Linked DNA regions of Arachis hypogaea: region 2 is linked to region 1. A link is a contact called in public Hi-C data. All regions are on one chromosome and are shown on one strand. The core of a region is the stretch at or near the end of the contact, and the rest is flanking DNA. Distances in the headings are between cores, read along the strand shown.

Region 1 (5,999 bases), core at 864-3,363:
GAGAGTATGAGACCATGACCCTGCATTTGATTATGTTGATACTGTACTTTTAAAAATTTTAATCACCCTAACTGAGATCATAACTTTATTTTGCAACACTGTTGTTTCTTGCCTACTTTTGTTGCAGCCGCGATCGGCTTGTTGTGGCTCTTGGATTGGATTTGTTTGCCCTGAATGATGAGAAGTTCATGGACATGTTTGTTGCTCCTGGTGCAATACAAGTGCTACAAACTGAAAGAGAATCCCTTCAGAAGCGGCAGAAGATACTCCAATCTTGCTTGAATGAGTTCAAGACTCTAACTCGGGAACTTTGATAATAAGAGTCACATCCAGCTCTCCCACAGAATTTTTATTTAATTCATTCACATTTAGTGAATTTCAATCACTGCAAGGTAAAACTTTGATATGGGGCCTTCCTCATTGTAATATATGCTTCTGTAACATGAATTTTCTTCATAATGGTTTCACTGATTTGTAGCTTGATGGTTCACAATTTAACATTTATCCTAAAATGAATTAAATTTCTTCTCAAGTAGCATGTTTTATTTGTCAATATTTATATACTCTCTTGTTTCACAAAATCACTTTTAAAAATTTTGGTACATTCATAATTTAATTTACCTTGATAAATATTGTTTAGCAAACTTTTAAATTGATAAATATTTTGGAACAAAAAAAAATAACACTACAGCTCAAATAAGTATTGATTTCATTTAGGTAGGTGTGACACTAATCATTTTACTAGAATTACGACATACTTTTATATCAACAATAAAAATCAAACTCCCATGATAACCATCTATTTCACATGTATATGCAAATAACAGAACTCATGTTATTGGCTGTAACTTGATCAGGTGTTAGTTCCAAAACTTATGGGTTGGTATCACTTAACATCTGCTGTAAAATGCTCTGTCAATTGATTGCAGATTGCCCTGCATGTTTGGAAGGGTAACTATTTTGGGACCATGAATGTGAACAGAAACAAGTCCTAGGTGTTTTATGGTTCACTTTTAAGGAATTTGTTGACCCTTGTGAATTAAATGTCTCATTTTCTTGCTAACCAACTGGACAATAACATGATACCATGCATCTATGAATACCCTTCCTAATTTAGTGTTATCTCGTGCAACAAATAAACAGTTTAGGGAATGAGTTTCTCCACCTTGAAACTTTTATTACGGGAAAAAATAAACTAAAATAAAATTAAAAAATATGCTCTAAATGTGTGTGTGGAGATTAGGAGATAGACTTGTTAACCGGCAAATATAGGCTTATAATTATAATGTTCATGATGCAACTCTGCCCTATGTTTATTAGATTTAATTCATATTATGAAATTTGATCTAGTACTTTTTTGGTTGACTGAGTCATATTGTTAGTTAGCTTAATTTATAAGTAAAAATTTCAAATGATACTTTGCAAGAAAAAAAAATTAGTTGTCATGCTTATATTATACATGAATGATATTTCTTTACTTTTGAAATTTATATAATTATCCATATCAACCTTTCATACCTTGTCAAATGTTAACCCATACTAGGTTATTAATGGGACCATGTTATTAAGTCTGGGTCTAATAAAAATAAACAATCCGAGTTAAATGAAATAAAAAGAAATAAAAAAATATATAGGTACTAAGGGTTTTCTTTCAACTACTTTATCTTGACTCAGATTTTTTTCAAATACCAAATATTTAACTAAAAAATTATACTAAATTCATTATTGTATTATATTCTACCAAAATGCGTTTAGACATATTCAACAGGAAAGAAAAAAGATAAAGAAATAGATGGTGTTTTGTCTTATAGAAATGAATGAGCGTTTGAATATTAATAGTATTATCTTAGATGTTAATCATGTCACGACGATACATAGAATTATGACTTCAAAGAGAAAACAATCCAAGAGAGAGAACCTAAAATAAGAGGGAATGACAGCTAATTATGCAAGCATTCTTTATTATTCTCTCATCAACATTCAACAAAACCTTCTTTGAATTTGCAAATTGGCAAATAGCAAATCAAAAATATTAAAATACCCACCAAAGTCAGTCCCAAAATTAAATGTGGTCCCCAACAATTCTTATTCCTCCTTGACCTCATATTACTAGTGACCTACTCCAACAACATAGTTATTATTACAATCCAATCGTAATTAATACCAATGGCTTATACTACTATCCAATAGTAATGAATATCATTGGGATCATTAATAATTACTTTGGAATGCAATTACTCCTGCCGTTACCCGTTTGACATAATCTCTTAAGCTAATCTCATCCACTAGATATGTTTTCCTTCTTAATTATGTTTCATATAATGGTGGAGCTTGGAGACATAATTTCTCACTATAATTTTTCTTTGGGTTAACTAACATGTCTTTTTTAACATACATATTAAAATTATTATTAATAAAAATTTGTAAAATTATTATTCTAATAAATATCGAGCAAATACATTAAAAATTAAATTTTGCATTTTTCTATAAAAATTTTCTTAACTAATAAGTTTAGCATATGTCCTTCCTTAACCAAGCTCTTTTTTGTTATTATTCTTGTCCATATGATTATTTATATATGCATGAAATAATTCGGAAAAAAAAATAATTATAAGATTGTTTGCCGAAATAGAGTAATTTAGAATGTAAATATTATATATAATTTATTATGCTTGGAATTGAGTAGAAAATGAAAATGAAGAAAACTTAAAAAACATTACACTAAGTACTAAATGTATGAGAAAACGTGAAAATAAAAGAATGACAAATATATTGAATTAATTTCTTTTTTAAAAGAAAATTGACAGATACTACTATTATTTTTCAAAAAGAACATTTAATTCTTGACTAGTCATTTAGTAAATCACAATCATAAAGGTCCATGGTCAATAATAGTGGATGCCATGTTCAAAAACCATTAAGACGTTTGGTTTGAAGTAAGCTGTCGTGGTCTTATTGTCGAAGCTAGCTTAGTAGTTGATTAGGGAAATGATTAGGTTATGATGATGATGATTAAATTTGTAATTACAATTAAGAGGAAAACGCCACCTATATATAGTGATAAGCCATTGTTTTTACCGTAACCCCTTAAATGTCCTTAGACCAATTCAATATATATAATAACTTGTATTTTTGTGTTACGTAAAATATAATTCTTTCTTTAGGTAATAATTCAGTATTACAAGTCATTGACTAGTTGTCTAGTTCGGTCTAATTGTTTGAACAACTAATATATACTAATAATGAGTAATAATCATAATAATAATAGTATGAATTTTTTTCTTTTGTTGTCTATAATATTTTTTAATCTGATAGGTTAAGAATTAATTTGTCATAAATTTAAATTCTATTTAAGGATAATGGATTATTGCATATACAAAACAGAATTCATACTAATTATTTAAACGGATGACGAATGAGCTTATTACTCGATTAACCTAAATTGATTGAGGATGAATTATTTTAATTTATACTTTTTATGTCATTATTTTTGTTGTGGTAAGCAATTTTGTGTCTATCCACTTATATGTGGATATGGTTATTGTTACTAACACACAGATATGAATGAATTACTATGGGAAGTTTATTGCACTAACAATGTCTTTTTTGACTTGGATTTGAACGATTCTAAATTTGTAACTCACTTGCATGATCCTAATTAATACAGATAAAATTCTAGAAAAAAAAAAGAAAGTAAAGGCATATATATACTACCATTTATTTTTATTTATTTAAATTTTTTTTATGATAGTTACTGACTTACTGGTTCCTACCAAAACTGAGTGGGTCAAACCGGCATAGTCTATGAAGTATGAAATGGAAAAATAGGCATTGAATTCTTTAATTTTACTGTGACAATTAAATATATTTTGTTGTCAACAAATTATAATTCAAATGACATAATCTTTTCATTTTTATTATTAGGATTGACTACTTTCACTACTTGAAGGTTTTCTATTATTTATTTATTATTTTTTTCCTCGTTAAAATAGAAATATTTACTTCTTTATATATTTGTATTTGCGGCTGGACTAATTTGCAAAATTAAGTTGAACGGATTTTGTTGACTAACCTGTGAAATGAGCGTATGAACTTGAATTTATTTTGCTAGCAAGTTCACAAAATGAAAGTAGAATAAATTCAAATGTATATATATAACAACCAAGGTAGAGACTAAATCAATTTTCGCAATAGTCCAAAGTCACCCTACGTTAGATTAAGTTTTTAATTTTGTATTCTTTAATTACCGTTGAAATAATTGAATAATTTTAGACATAATATATATTATTAAGTTAAAAAAATAACTTTAGACATAATATACACGTATTAAGTTACAAAAAATAACTTTGAATAATAATCATCTCTCTAATCCTGTCGTTTTTGCAACATTAGTCGCAAAACAGACCAAAATTCTCGTATATATTGCGGCCACAACTACAAAGAGGCATTGTCTAATTTCATTTTCACCTTTAGTTTTCATAGCATTGTGGAAAGGAAGAAAAAAGAGAGAAAAAGAGGAAGAAAAGACTGAAAAGAAGAAAAAGAAAAGAAAAAAATGCCATGAAATAGGGTTATAGGGATATTAACGGGCTCAATATTGATAAAGATATTGTAGATTATCTATGAGTTTTTTTTTTAATGATTCTATTCGTTTTTATAATTTTAATAAATTTTTAATTAAATCTTTATATTTTTTTGATTGAATCTTTATATTATATTAGATTTTGTAATTAAGTTTTTATCATGATAAAAATGCTGGAATTAACAAAATATTTCGTTAAGCGAAATGAATATACCAAACACTTGATTGAATATTCTGTTAATTTTTATATTTTTATCATAATAAAAATTTAGTTACAAAATCTGATATAGTATATAGATTTAATTAAAAAGAAAAAATATAAAAATTTAACTAAAAATTTAATAAAACTATAGAAATTAATAGAATAATTATTTTTTTTTTAAAAAAAAGTAGATTATCTGTGAGGTTAGTCCCGTATAAATAAGAATATTGTAAAAAAAAAAAAATGCATGTCATTCACATGTATTTGGCTACTTATATAGGTAAGAAAATGTACCCAATTTTAGATTGTGAATATGTCGCAGTCAAGTAGCAAAATAAAAGTAATTTACTCGTAACTAAAATGTAATTCTTAATTTTTGACCATTTATCTGAATAATAAAGTATATTTTTATAATTTAAAATTTTTTAATTATTTTCAAATTATTTAAATAACTGGTTTAATTAACTTTTGTTATTGGTCTGAGTGGTCCATGATACATTAACAAATGAGGCCTGCTACACATACAAGTCTTTTTGGTTTATAAGTTATACAAGTTGCTCCAAGTCCAAAAAAAAAATACGCGCTCATTTAACAACATGTTCACTCTTCGTCTTCTTCCTCAATCAAAACGCAAACTATCAAGAAAAAAACACGCGCCCATTCCACAACACGTTCACTCTTCCTTTTCTTTCTCAATCAAAACGCAAACCATCAAGATTTAAGGGACATTCGAAACAAACTACTACGATTCTACAGAAACGTTCCAACTCCTCGCGAAGAGTAGAAGAAATCAAGAAGAAAATATACAAATTTTCATAAAAAATCTCCAGAAAAAAAAAAAAGAAGAAACATTATTCAAGATACTATTTTACTATTCTTCTAGGTTTTTCTTCTAGATTGTCTCTGTCATGTGCCTCATCCTTAACCAGCAAAACATTAAAAGATTTTAAGAAGAAATATACTGTCTCCCCCTGTTTTGGGTGTATTTCTTAAATCCTTTGGGTATATTTCTGTAATTCTTTGGGTGTATTTATGTAACCGTTTGGGTGTATTTCTGTAATCCTTTCTGTAACCGTTTGGGTGTATTTCTGTAATCGTTTGGATGTATTTATGTAATCGTTTGGGTGTATTTCTGAGGTTTCATTATCTTCAAAACGATTTCAAAGCTTGATTTCGAAAACTATGAAAATCGAAAAAAACGAAACAAAGAGAGAA
Region 2 (6,120 bases), core at 416-2,915, 52 kb after region 1:
TCATATTTATGAGGTTCATCGCCACCATATGTTCTTGTATCGTTCTTTGAAATTGCTTATAAATTTTCAACAAACCCAAAAATTATGTTATCCCCTCCCCCCCCCCCCCCCCTTCTTTTTTTCCCCTCAAATTTTAAAAGTGTGGCCTATGTTGTATCCATAATTAACTGCGCACTACAAATCCTTGTTGTTGCCATGTTTTGTATCTAATATCAATGATAGTGTGTCCATGCTTTATGGACAGCAGCTAATAGAGTGTAAACTAGCCCCTACCTTCAAGAACACTGGACTAGAATCAGAACACTTGGGAGGCTTGTGCGGGTAAGGTTTGGCAGATGGGGCAGACAAGACTGATCCATTGTGCGACAACACATACATGTCCTCCGGTTCCATTCTTTCCTTCTGAACACCTGTACACATTTTTCAGCCAAACAAGGAAGATTTAATTCTTAAACACCAACCAAATTGAATTGACATCCAGGACAATGACATCACATTGGTCATATATATATAAATGAAAATCTAACAGCAATCTATAATGGTCCTAGCAGAAATGTATTACAACTTCACACAAATGTTACATTTTTTGGGGGTGTTTTTGGGTTTCACTAGCAATGCTTTGAATTGGGCACCAAAAATCAAAGAGCAAATTACACTGGTCTCTCTTAAGACTAAGCAATAGTACGACAGTTATACATGATACTTCTTCATTTGTCATGCCTAAAGGGGTGTTTGTTATGAAGTTCTATCAAAATGTCAACTGTAGTATCACCTAAACTTTAAAGGGAACCAGCGTACATGTCTACAAATACCAGGATGCATGTTTTATATAATGGGAAACTCAAGTAAACTACCACTTTGACTCCCGAACGGTTAGTTTCGTAACAAAATAATTCCTCAAAGATTGGTTTTTGGTTGAGAAATCCACCCAAAGTTAGCACTATTTTGTGGGTAAACTAGCACCCAATGAAGCATAATTTTGTTAGTGAACTAACATTTCAAGGATTAGAATAATGATTTGGTTAGAAAGTAAATGTAATTTACTAATTCATCAAAAAACAAACTCCAACAGCAGATAAGAATGGAAACAAGAAGAGATGACAAAAAGCAGAGCTTGGACATTTTAACAAACAGAAAGCGATCAATTAAAAGTAGCAAGAAAGGTAAAGTGATGGAATATAATACGAACCAGAAGGGGACATGAGTATGAGTTGTTGAGACTTGGGAATGGAGTCATCGTGGACCTTGAAGGCGATGCTGCCACCTGTCCCAGAGACCCATCCGAGGGTGTAGAATTGGCGGCAGAGTTCGGCCATGAGAACTTTTGTTTCCTTAACTGCCTTCCCTTCCAGGTATGCTTGCGTCACCTTCAACCCGTTCAGGGCAGTTACTGCAGGTGCTGCCGCCATGGATTCTAGAGAGAGAGAGATGGAGAGTGGATTAAGGTTGGTATGGTGGCTATCTACATTCAATAGAAACAAACACTGCAATCTTTGTGTGTGTTCCTGTTGAAGTCTTAAAGATGAAAAAAGCTGAACATAAAAATAAAAAAAAAATTAATAATAATAATATAAAAAAATCGAATATCTGACTCAGTGTCAGTGGGTGAGTTTAGAAAATAGAATATCACAGTCACATACTCACATGATATTCCAAAGCCCAAAACACGTTGGCACGTTCGGTGAATTACATATATTGAAATTCAAAAATGTGATTTTGGTAGTAAAAATCAAGGAATTATTATATATTTGTCTATAAATATATATATAATTTAATTTATTTTTATTATTTATTTTATATTTAAATATATATTTTATATTAATAATTAATTTTAATATATATATTATGATCTAAATTTGTAATATTAATAGTTAAAATAATTTGTATTAATTTAATTTTAAAAGATTAAGAGTTTTAAATTAGTTTTAATATTGTATATTATTATCTAATTAAAAAAGATTAAATATAATTTTAGTTCTTATGTTTAGATCGAAAACATTTTATGTTTTTAATTTTTTTTATATAAAAAATCGTCTCTAAAATTTAACGTAATTTTAAAATCATCCTTTTAAGATAGATTAATTTTTTAAATAACAAAAATATCTTCCTCTCTTTCTTCTCACCATCATAATTATCTATTCTTCACATCACATTGTTACTATTACTATCATCCTTAAACATTTATTTTTCTCTTCTCACTATAATTATTGTTCCATTCACTATTAATCCATCACCATTTGTTCTTGAATCCATCAATCCAATAAAAAACTCAATCTTTAACAATAACCTCAAATAAATTAATACCAAAAGAGTAATTCATCACCAAAACCATCTTTATTAACAAGAAATAAGAAAATCATTATCATTATCCTCAAAACAAACATTAACAAAAGAATTAAACATTAAAAAGAACAACAAACATCTTGTTATTCCTCCAATTAGGATTTGTGGTGAAAGGGAAGGGAAGAAATTAAAGAAATTAGGGAATTAGAATTTCTCTGTTAGTTCACTCATGTTTTATAAGAGTCTGGACGGCGGATGGCAAGGAGGGAAGGAGAAAGGAGGCGCGGCAGTGATGCTGAAAACATGAGGAACACGACCACCACCATCACTTTTCCGATGACGATGGCGCGTCGCGGTGAGGTGAAGATGAGAGCGACGGTGAGACTTCCTTCTCTTTTTCTTTGAGTTTCTTCTTCTGTCTCTAAGTCTCTGTTTCTCTCTCTCTTCTAAAGGTGTGATGGAGATAATGATACTGAGAATATAATTGTCTGAAAGACGATTTAAAACTAAGTTGAACCTTAGGGACGAATTGGAATGCTAAAAAACGTTGGAGATGAATAAAATTTTTGAGTTAAATCTTAAGGACCAAAATCGTACATAATCCAATTATAAAAGAGATTTAATTTAATGCATTTGATCTTTTGTAACTAATTTAAATTAGCCAAACAACTAATTTATTTGATAACTTAAACAAGTATCAATCTACTTATTGAATTAGATAATACTATAAAAAATAAAAAAATTAAGGCTGTCAATTTTTTAAGATCAAATTGATGCCTATACTAACCCTATCTCAATTACGAAGAAACTGATTTTCTCTTCAAATGCTTAGAAAGACATTTTTCAAGTGTGAAAAAAAATAAAAAAAAATAGTTTGAAAAGTCTCTTTTGACAATAACATCAACTTATAAAAAAACTATTGGATCTCAAATGTCCATAATTTTGTTAATTTTTCTCAAAATAATATCACTAAAGACATATATGATAAGAGCGTTTGTGATTATGTTGCTGGAAATAGACCGGATTTGGAGTGTATTATAGATGTTCTGGAAGAGAAACAACTCATTTTTATTTTCTTAAAGGTATCGGAGCTAGATTTGGGAGAAGATGTAGTTGTTTGACTCTCGAACTTTAATAATTTATTTACTATTGAAACAACTTGTAGTCTCAACTTAAACTCTCGAAGGATGATAAAATCGAGTTTTATCCTAAGATTTAGAGGCTTGAAGTACCTCATAAAATTTAGAGTTTTTGTTAGTTAGTTGCTAAAAAGATGTTATTGGCTAATGAGCTCCACTTCAGAAGATATATAATTTCGAATAATTTGTACAATATTTATACATCTTCATCTGAATCTTTGCTCTACAATTTTTGTGTTCCTAAATTGCATATAGGACATGAAAGAGCATACACAAAAGACTGGTCTCAGGTAAAATTTTTATGTTATCCCTGATTCCTATGTTATTAGTAAATTTATCTTCTCAATCCCACATCAAAAGAGTTTCGTAGTCCTTCCTTTTTGCTAGCACTATGAATTTAATATGGTTTAATTGGAATGAGTTCATTTTTAAAGAGATAGTTGTTTTAATGAAGGTAAGATTCATGAACTAGCTCTCTATTTAGTTAAAGACTATCATATGATCCAAACTGAATTATCTCATATAAAAAGGGACATAGATAACTTCATAGAAAAATATGTGTGTTGGCTGCCCCTAAACGTCATTCACTAAACTTAATTCAGATGGCTCTGTGACAAAAGACGAAGAAAGTGACATGTGAAAAAAATTCTGAGGAACTATAAAAAAATTTTTAGTAGTCTATAATGTGAATTTAGACACTTGTACAGTAAAATTTATTGAATTTTGGAACATTCTTTTGGGATTGAATTTGATGTTAAATGTGAGTTTCATTCATGTGGAGATGAAAGTTGATTAAAAAATAATTGTGATTATGTATTTTAAAAAATTTAAGTGATCTTCATTTTTCAAAATCTTTTGTTTTGGCTATCCAGAATCGTTGCAAGGGATTGGAGAACCGAATATTCCACTATGAATTTAGAAAAACGAATTCTTATGTAAACAGATTGATCTTACATAAATATGATTTACAATATAATTATCATATATTTTTTTTCTTTTATCTCTATGTATTTTTCCTAATTTCTTTGCAAATTCGATTAGAACTATATTTTAATTTCTAGAGTAATAGTTATAATTTATTTTTTCTCTTTCATGTTTGTGATCTGTCGTTCAATTAAAAAAATATATATCTGAAGCATGTATATTTTAAAAAAAAAATTATTTTGATTCTCAACCTAAATTTATAAGATGATTAAGATAATAATAATAATGAACATTTGAATCATAAATCACTACATAAAACTAATCTAGCAATATGTAATCAGATATTACCTAATGTAAAATTTTAACATAAACAAACTCACAATTAATGAAGAACTCTTAAAATAAGATACAAATAATTTTTTTTGGGGGGTGCCATTAAATCAGGAATTTATGTATTTTTCTGAAGAAATTATATTAAAAAAAATTCATCCAAGGCTAAAATTTATTATATAATGAGATATGAGGGAAATTGGATATACAATTTAATTGATTATACAAATAACCTTTTTATATCTAAACTTAAATTTAATGGCTTTTAATTTTAGCGTCAACTATTTATTATTTTGGTTAGTATCATATTTGTTATCATTATTCATTAAACACAAATAGTTTCTTTTGGTAAAAGTTTTAACTATAATATTTTTTTTTGTTTTTTACAACATTTCTCAACTTGATAGGTCAAACAACAAACATTAATCTGGCAAAGTAAAATTTCAATACCTACTTAAACGAATTAAAATTAATGAATTAACTATTAGGTCAACCAAACTTGATTTGATTATAACTCCTAACTCCACAAGTTAAGGACTAATCCGTCGTGAATTTAAGCTCTATTTAAGAGTTTGTCATTGACCAATAGTTTGCTGCATGCACAAGGCGGAATTCAAACCCCACACTTATTTAAGCGGACGAATGAGTTGACCACTCGACTAACCCAAATTAGTTTGTTAAGATTTAATTATAACATTAATAACTTATAACTATATGGAATGGGCCATTCAACCAAAAAACATATGAATAGGGCTGTAAGTGTCAACTATGAGGCTGTTTGGTTGAGAGTTTTCCGAACTCCCTTTCCATTTTTTCAACAACCCTATCCGATTAACACCCAAAAAGCTAAATACAAAAGAAAAGGTTAAAAGAGAAACCAAAACCTCTGCACTGCAAGTCTATCTTCTTGGGTCTTGTCTCTGGCGCCAATGCTGTGCTGAGCTATCGCCATGTCTAAGGACCGTATTGTGAAGGCAGTGAAGAAGTTCGTTGGGGTTCGCTACAAGGTCTTCACCAAACACTATGGCCAAGACATCATTGACTTCTTCGATCTCCCCATAAAGCTTGTCTTGTCCCCTTTCACTCTTGCTTTCGCCATTGCTGGCTCTGCTCCCCGTGGATTTGGTGTTCCAGAACTCATCTCCAAGCTCTCCTACGCTTCCGTCTTCGTAACTACCCTCCACTTTCTTACTCCTTTTTTGCATTGCAATTTCTTGCCTTTACGAAATTCGTAAGCTTTTCTGGAAATTCACGTGCTTTCTTGAGACCCCATTTCCGTTCTTGTTTGTTTTGATGCTAATTCTTTTTTTTTCTTGATTTTGTTTTATTGTTAAGGATAAGCTTATCGAACTCTGGAGTTAGCTTGTTATAAGTTTAGCTCTCCAATTTGAGTTTATGACTTTTAACATAAAGTTTACTGGATGAGGTTTATGATTCAAGTTTA

The links. A called contact is a pair of places that touch in the nucleus more often than the background predicts.
Region 2: a Hi-C map of leaf shows a contact between it and region 1, with 2.0 times the contacts expected there. The contact joins the promoter of LOC112707419 here to the enhancer-like site in region 1. A contact is called at or near these places in 2 of 8 Hi-C or Micro-C datasets (both in leaf).

The regions. Positions count from the first base shown.
Region 1 is chr8:39,737,293-39,743,291 of arahy.Tifrunner.gnm2.J5K5, forward strand. LOC112707418 (dynamin-related protein 5A) reads left to right here. Exons shown (of 7, transcript XM_025759157.3): 7 at 128-532. The coding sequence ends at 314. Among protein-coding and RNA genes, the nearest start is that of LOC112707418, 6.3 kb to the left of the region's middle. Within about 2 kb of position 2,114, at least 2 of the 3 cell types and tissues checked have open chromatin away from gene starts, as enhancers often do.
Region 2 is chr8:39,789,580-39,795,699 of arahy.Tifrunner.gnm2.J5K5, forward strand. It overlaps LOC112707419 (probable bifunctional methylthioribulose-1-phosphate dehydratase/enolase-phosphatase E1), which reads right to left and starts at 1,666. Exons shown (of 13, transcript XM_025759158.2): 1 at 1,641-1,666; 2 at 1,190-1,532; 3 at 274-410. The coding sequence starts at 1,409. LOC112707420 reads left to right here and starts at 5,418. Exons shown (of 12, transcript XM_025759159.3): 1 at 5,418-5,845. The coding sequence starts at 5,627.